Regions from separate parts of the Sus scrofa genome. Here region 2 is linked to region 1. Evidence: chromatin contacts called from public promoter capture Hi-C data. All regions are on one chromosome and are shown on one strand. Each heading gives the region's core, a stretch centred on a gene start, on an enhancer-like site or on the middle of the called end of the contact. The rest is flanking DNA. Distances are from core to core; before and after follow the strand shown. Region 1 holds the start of CEBPB (CCAAT/enhancer binding protein (C/EBP), beta). Region 2 overlaps PTPN1 (protein tyrosine phosphatase, non-receptor type 1).

Region 1 (3,435 bases), core at 404-2,903:
AAAAAAAAAGTTTATTAAAAGTGTTCTTAATGCTCGAACGGAAAAGATTCCCAAATATACAGATGCCTCTTTTCTCATAGAAATAGATTATTTTTTATAATACAAAAAAAGACCAAAAAAACAACAACAAAAACAAAAACAACAGCAACAGAAACAACCCCGTAGGAACATCTTTAAGCGATTACTCAGGGCCCGGCTGACAGTTACACGTGGGTTGCGTCAGTCCCGTGTACACACGCGTTCAGCCATGTTTAAACCGATTGCATCAACTTCGAAACCGGCCCGCCCGCCGGCGCCTGGAGAGGGGGCAGGAGGAGAGGCAGAGTTTATCATTCATCTGTACACATAGACATTTCTTCTTTAAATAACACCACGGGCGGGCGCCTCATCTGCATGTGCGGTTGGTTTGGACAAAAATATAGATATATATAATAAAATATTAAAATTACCGACGAGCTCCCCGCGCTGCCAAGTGCCCCAGTGCCAAAGTTTTGCCGGCGCCACTGGGGGCGGGGGCGGGAGCGCGGGCGCTTCCCGGAGTCACTGTGGCCGCGGCGCGCCCGGCAGCGCGGAGGCCGGCGGGCCGGCAGGGGGACGCGCGCGGGGGCCGCGCTAGCAGTGGCCGGAGGAGGCGAGCAGGGGCTCGGGCAGCTGCTTGAACAAGTTCCGCAGGGTGCTGAGCTCGCGCGACAGCTGCTCCACCTTCTTCTGGAGCCGCTCGTTCTCGGCCGTGAGCTCCAGGACCTTATGCTGCGTCTCCAGGTTGCGCATCTTGGCCTTGTCGCGGCTCTTGCGCACCGCGATGTTGTTGCGCTCACGCCGGATCTTGTACTCGTCGCTGTGCTTATCCACGGTCTTCTTGGTCTTACTCTTGACCTGCGAGGGCGCCGGCGCCGCCCCCGCGTAGCAGGCGGCTGGGGGCGCCTTGGCGTCGGCGGGGCTCGGCGTGCCGGGCGGGCTGGACGACGAGGATGTGGACAGGCTCCCGCTGCTGCCGCTCGGCACCGCCTGGTAGCCGAGGTAGGCGCGCAGCGCATACGGGAAGCCAGCCGCCATGCCTGCGGCGCCGCCGCCCGGCGCTCCGGCCTCCTCCTTCCGCTTGCAGTCCGCGGGCTCGAAGCCCGGCTCCGCCTTGAGCTCGGCCGGCTGCGGCGGCGGCGGCGGGGGCGGCGGGTGTAGGGGCGCGAAGCAGCCCGGGTGCAGCGCGTTCTTGGCGGCCCCCAGACGCCCCAGGCTCACGTAGCCGTATTCGGCCGCCTTCTTGCAGTTCTTGCCCCCGTAGTCGTCGGAGAAGAGATCGGAGAGGAAGTCGTGGTGCTGCCCGGAGGAGGCGGGCGCGGGGGCGGGCGCGGGCGGAGCCGCCTCGAAGGTGTCGGTGGCCGTGGCCGGCGCCGGGGCCTGCGGCGCGCCCAGCGGCTCCAGGTATGGGCTGAAGTCGATGGCGCGCTCGTGGTCACCGATGCTACCCAGCTCGCCGGCGGGGGGGCGCGGCCCGGGTCTGGCCGCGGGGGGCGCCGCGGGGGCCGCCTTGCCGCCGTACGCAGCAGCCAAGCAGTCCGCCTCGTAGTAGAAGTTGGCCACTTCCATGGATTTAAAGGCAGGCGGCGGCGGCAGGGGGAGACATGCTGGGTCCCAGGCCACCAGGCGTTGCATGAACGCGGGTGCCCGGGGAGGGGGCCTGGGGCTGCCCGCTCCGGCCGGCCCGCAGGTGGCGCGGCCTCCTGGCTCCGAACTGTCGCTGCTGTGTCGCTGCTGCTGCTGTTGCTTTTTCCGCTGGATTGGCCGCTATTAGTGCGGGGGCTGGTAGCTGGACCCTCGGGTGGGTCCCCTTCCCGGTCCCGTGCGCGGCTCTGACTCGCTAAAGTTTCTCCAGAGCCCGGTTATTTATAAGGCGGGCCATGGCAACGGCTGCGTCACGCCTGGCGGCCGCCCCAACCCCTCCCCGGGCACGCAGAGGACACGCTGTGGCCGCCCGAGACCCCCGGCAGGGCGGCGGTGGGGCACCGTGACCTGACTGAAGATCTGGAGCGCGCCCTTGGGGGGTCCTCCGGCTTCGGGGGCCGCCACACGCCCCCTGCCCACCCCCACCCTTCGGACTCAGGATTGGAAGCGAGAAGAGGCGCGAACCCGCCCCCGGACCGCCCCCTCTGGGCTGGAGGCTGTACTAGAAGGGAGGGGGGAATCCGGGGAGGGGGCGACGCCATCGCCTTCCCCCACCCTAAACGCGGCCGCGGCCCGCCCCCTGCTGGAGGAGGCCGTGGCTTCAAGATCAGCGGCTCTCAGCCCCAACTCCTTAAGGAGGGGACGCGCCCCAGGCGGGATCCTGGAGACCCCAAACCCCTGCTCTGGCTATTGGAGAGGTAGCCCATCTCCAAAGCCCTTCCAGGGCCCGGCCCCGCCCCTAAACTTGCCCTCGTCCCCAACTTTTGGAAGGAGAGGATTTCACGCCTATAGGGACTTCTCTCCTAAATGCGAAGACTTGTGGTTGGGGGCTTTGGGAGTGCAAGTCTGGAGCAAGCTCCACTGGAGCATCTGCCAGGGGCCCGACCTTGCCCCTCTCCTAGCCCTGCCCAGCACAGCCGCCCGCCCCCTCAGACCACACCCGGGTATTCTCCAGCCCCACCCCACTCCCACTTGGGCACCCAAAGTGTAGAAGGGGGTGTAGGTGCTAAGCTCTGACATTACTGTGTCACCTTGCGCAGGTCACTTAGCTAACCTTCAATCCTTGAAGGTCTCAAAACTTATTATTAGTTGTATTATTGTCTCCACCACAGACTCCCAAACATAAGGCTTTCTGCTCTAAGATGCACAGCAGAGAGAAGGGCCTCTCCCAGGGTGTAAAGAGGCCCAGAGGGGGCATAGCACACCCCAGGTCAGATGGCCTCATGTCCCCCACTATTCTCAAAGAAAAGCCCTGGTCCCTACACTCTCAGACCTATTTGCCACCAGAAGGCCAAAACACCTGTTTCTGAGGCTTGTGCGAAAGGAGTTCTGCCAGGCCCCAGTGGGGGCTATGCAGAGAGAAGGGACTCCCCTGTTTTTCCCAGGCACCTACTGTGTGATGTGGGCGGACCTGGCCCCAGAGTTTGCATTTTCACCCTGTGGAGACAATGCACTTACTCCCCTGGTTCAGAGATGGGGAAACAAGGTGACCCACCTGGATCTATCTGAAGGTAGGCCTGAGGCCCTCTCTGCTGAGTGGGCTCCAGCACCATTCCTAGGCCATTTGGGCAGCTCCTTGGGCCAACCCCTCTGCCACTCCTGGTCCAGACCGCCCAGGCAGGAGCTCCCAGCCTGCCTGGTCTGACCCCCAGCCCACTGACCCCAGCCCTGGCCCTGGCGGGCAGGCGGGCATTGCTCAACCTTCAGCGTTATCTGCTGAGCTGGAGTGACCTCCGCCCCAGAGAGCTGGAGAAATGACATCTCTGAGTGCCC
Region 2 (3,435 bases), core at 479-2,978, 350 kb before region 1:
CTGGACAAGAACAGCAGGCAGATGGGGGCTAAGCTGCCAGGTCTATAAGCCAGGGGCTGACATGTGCCCAGAGGGACCCTCAGAGGCGGTATGATTTCCATCAGATGAGGCATCAGTGCATGTAAACAGCTCTTTGGGAAATGGTATAAGTTCAAGACACTTGTAATTCAACTCAATACCTCTGCTGAGGCAAAGGATGATTGTGTCTGAAGCACCCGGTAGGTGGAGGAACCCTTCCAGGGCCAGCCGCTCTGTTGGGAGAGACTCTTCACGCCCAGTAAGGACAAGGCAACAAGCCTGGGGGAAGTGCTGAGGAGCAAACACTGTGCAAGCGTCATGGGAACTCAGAAGACGCAAGCATTACGGGATGGCCAAGGTTAAGGCAAAGAGATCGCAGAGAAAACTCTGTAATAAAGAGGTGGCTCCTGACAGGGGCATGATCCGAAGGATGACTAAGACGTTCCAGGCAGTGACTGCAAAGAAGCCAGTCCTGGAAGAGCAGTGGGAGATGGGCCCGAATGAGGACCAGGCCACAGTGATGCTGGCAGTGGGTCCAGGAATCTGCAGCATCACCTACATTGATAAGGAGCCAGGAGGCTCTTGAAGAGGGTGAATGTAGAACCGCAAAGGCCCATCAGTCCTGCTAATGAAAACCAAAACAACAGAAAAGAGGGAGAAACAAATAGAGAAACACCAGATTGTGATGCCAACACAACTGGTTCCCAAAGAGAAGGCCAAGGTGGCTTTCTAAACAGCCTGGCCACAGGCCTGTTGGGAAGCTTTGGCCAGCTGCACCCAGGTCACCTCCCTGCACCAAGGAGGAGCTGCCAAAGACGAACCCCTGGAGCAGAGCCCATCTGTCACCATGGAAGCGATTCTGCCACTCAGGACACAGAAGCATTAACGGCAAGGCACTATCCCCAGCTTAGCCAAAGTGAGTGAGACAGCTGAGAGCAAGACTTTTATAAGATGCTTAAAGGATGTATTAATTCCCACACTTTAAATAATTAGATCTGTGTGATGCTTTGTTTGAGACCCCGGAAACAAGAGACTGTCCTGGTAGGTCCAAAAACACGTGTGCTAGAGTGGCCCCCAATGCAGTGAGCACAGAATGAAGCAAAGAAGCAGAAGTGCAGAATGGCCAGACACTACCAAAGAAGAGGCCGATGTGTTCAGGTCTCGTGGACAGGAAAAGCAAGTCTTTTAAATCTCATCTCCACACAGCAAGCGCTCGCCTTCAAAAGAGAATATAAAGCCTTACAAATCTCTGTAATCTGGGTAAAGACCAAGACTTTGGAACTCTGTAACTGAGGAACTCTGGAACACACTATGTGTCAATCAACCAATACTTATTCGAAAGTATTTTTTTGGCTGTGCCTTCAAGCATATAGATACCCTGGGCCAGGGATCGAACCCGAGACATAGCAGTGACTACGTCAAGAGAACTACCTTAAAAATAGGAATTCTTAAAAGAACTCTAGGCATCAACAGCAACATGCAATAAATAGTCTGCTCTCTGTCATTTCCTATAGAAATGTTTGTTGTAAATACACAAAATAAAACAAAACAAAAGAATAAGCACAAGATCACGACTTCCACCATCCTGTTAAACCGATACATAGTGACTGGAAGAGCAGATTTATTTTATTAGAAAGCAGTCCTTCACCAGGGTTAAAACTGAGCATGTCTTGGGTTGGCACCAAAACCCACGTGGCAGTGCCAACATGCTGGCATCTGTCATGCCTGCTGTTGCCACCATGAAGGTGGAGAGAGTCCTTGGGACTTTCTAAAACAAAGAGCTAGGCCATCTGGAGAAAAATCCATGAAAATCATCTGGGGTGACCCTGGGAAGGGTGATTTGGCTGAAGGAGGGATGAACACAGAGAACTAAAAGCAGAGTATGAGAGAGATGGACAAAGCCTAAAGCACCTATGATGCGAGAGCCAGCATCTCGGGCCCAAAAGCACTGAAAATCAAATGGCACCTTTAGTAGGACTTTCAGAGAGAGAACCATGGGCTTCTTACTATTTTCCCTGCCTAGACAAGCAGCCCAGCCCCCCCCCCACACATATGCACGCACTCCAGGTCATGTCTGAATGCAATTTTTAAACTGAACCAAGAAGAACTCTGGCCCTTTGGATGACCTCAGTCTAACACACACAATCATCTTCTGCGCAACCACTTTCCAGGAAGCAGGGAGTCCCAAAAGGGTAACGCAAGGTTTGCCAAAAATAAGAGGGAGAACATCCTATACTATTTGGCAAAAGAAGGAAACCAGAAAACAAATATGCATTATGAGAAAACACTCTGCAAGCTGGTTTTTCACCATGGGCTATGTGGAGAATTTATAATTAGATTAGTTGAGCAAACAAGACACTGCAATTTCTTATCATTTTCCCCAGTCAGCCCTTATGTGGGTGATAATGTTGATGCCAAATTATAAACATTTGGCCCAGTGAAACTTTTTTTTTGTCTTTTCAGGGCCACACCCACAGCATATGGGGGTTCCCAGGCTAGGGGTCGAATTGGAGCTGTAGCTGCTGGCCTACACCACAGCCACAGCAACGCAGGATCTGAGCTGGGTCTGAGACCAACACCACAGCTCACGGCAACACCAGATCCTTAACCCACTGAGTGAGGCCAGGGATCAAACCTTCAACTAGTCATATTTGTTTCTGCTGAGCCTCAATGGGAACTCCAAGGCCCGGTGAAACTTCAAAAAATCTCAAACCACGTGTTGCTTTCCATGCCAACCTGCATACCCAAATGACCCAGAATAAAAAGAAGAGCTACAGAGGAAAACAGGGACTACTGTCACATTACCACAGTGACCTACAATAAGAACCAAGCAGTCTTTTGTTTGTTTGTTCTTAATGGCCAGCACAGCAGTCCAAGGGGAAAGGCCACAGCAGATCTGTGGTCCATCTACGCTCAGCCTGGGTGGCAGACAACCAAGAGCAGGGCCTGGTGACGAACATGTGACTGCAGTACCTGGACACCCCTCCTTGTTGGGCTGTGACAACAGTAGCTAAAGCAAACCACACACAAATAGTGAAGAGATCTCACCTGAACATTTAGTAACAAACAAGGCAAACACTACCATATCTGATGAGTTTTGAATACACAGTATTGATTTAAAATTCTCAACCCTCCATACCACCAGAAGAGTGGTTCTCAACTGAGGGCAATTCTGCCTCCCAGAGGACACTGGGCAATGTCTACAGACAGTTGTGATGGCTTCAAAGGGCACAGGGAGTGCTACCGGCATCCATTCGGTGCAGACCAGTGATGCTGCTAAACACCCTGCAACGCACAGGCCAGCTTCCTGTGACAGAGAGGGACCTGGCTGAATCGTCAGCAGAGCCGAGGCTCGAGACCTGAAGGCTACTATGCTCAGCACCTGCACTGGCCACCGTGTTTCACTTTCCCTTGCAG

The links. Promoter capture Hi-C pulls out the DNA fragments that hold promoters and counts their contacts.
Region 2: a promoter capture Hi-C map of fetal liver shows a contact between it and region 1, with 5 times the contacts expected there. The contact joins the enhancer-like site here to the promoter of CEBPB in region 1. A contact is called at or near these places in 3 of 5 promoter capture datasets (fetal liver, fetal skeletal muscle and liver), 23 of 47 Hi-C or Micro-C datasets (alveolar macrophages, brain, embryonic fibroblasts and 13 more) and 2 of 2 datasets of contacts at active chromatin or transcription factors (alveolar macrophages and skeletal muscle).

Annotation. Positions count from the first base shown.
Region 1 is chr17:51,720,851-51,724,285 of Sscrofa11.1, reverse strand. It overlaps CEBPB (CCAAT/enhancer binding protein (C/EBP), beta), which reads right to left and starts at 1,653. Exons shown (of 1, transcript NM_001199889.1): 1 at 613-1,653. The coding sequence starts at 1,653. The coding sequence ends at 613.
Region 2 is chr17:52,072,769-52,076,203 of Sscrofa11.1, reverse strand. The region is part of intron 4 of PTPN1 (protein tyrosine phosphatase, non-receptor type 1); the gene reads right to left. Among named protein-coding and RNA genes, the nearest start is that of PTPN1, 57 kb to the right of the region's middle. Within about 2 kb of position 1,728, at least 9 of the 83 cell types and tissues checked have an H3K27ac peak or open chromatin away from gene starts, as enhancers often do. A contact at or near this core is called in fetal liver and liver, where this site is marked.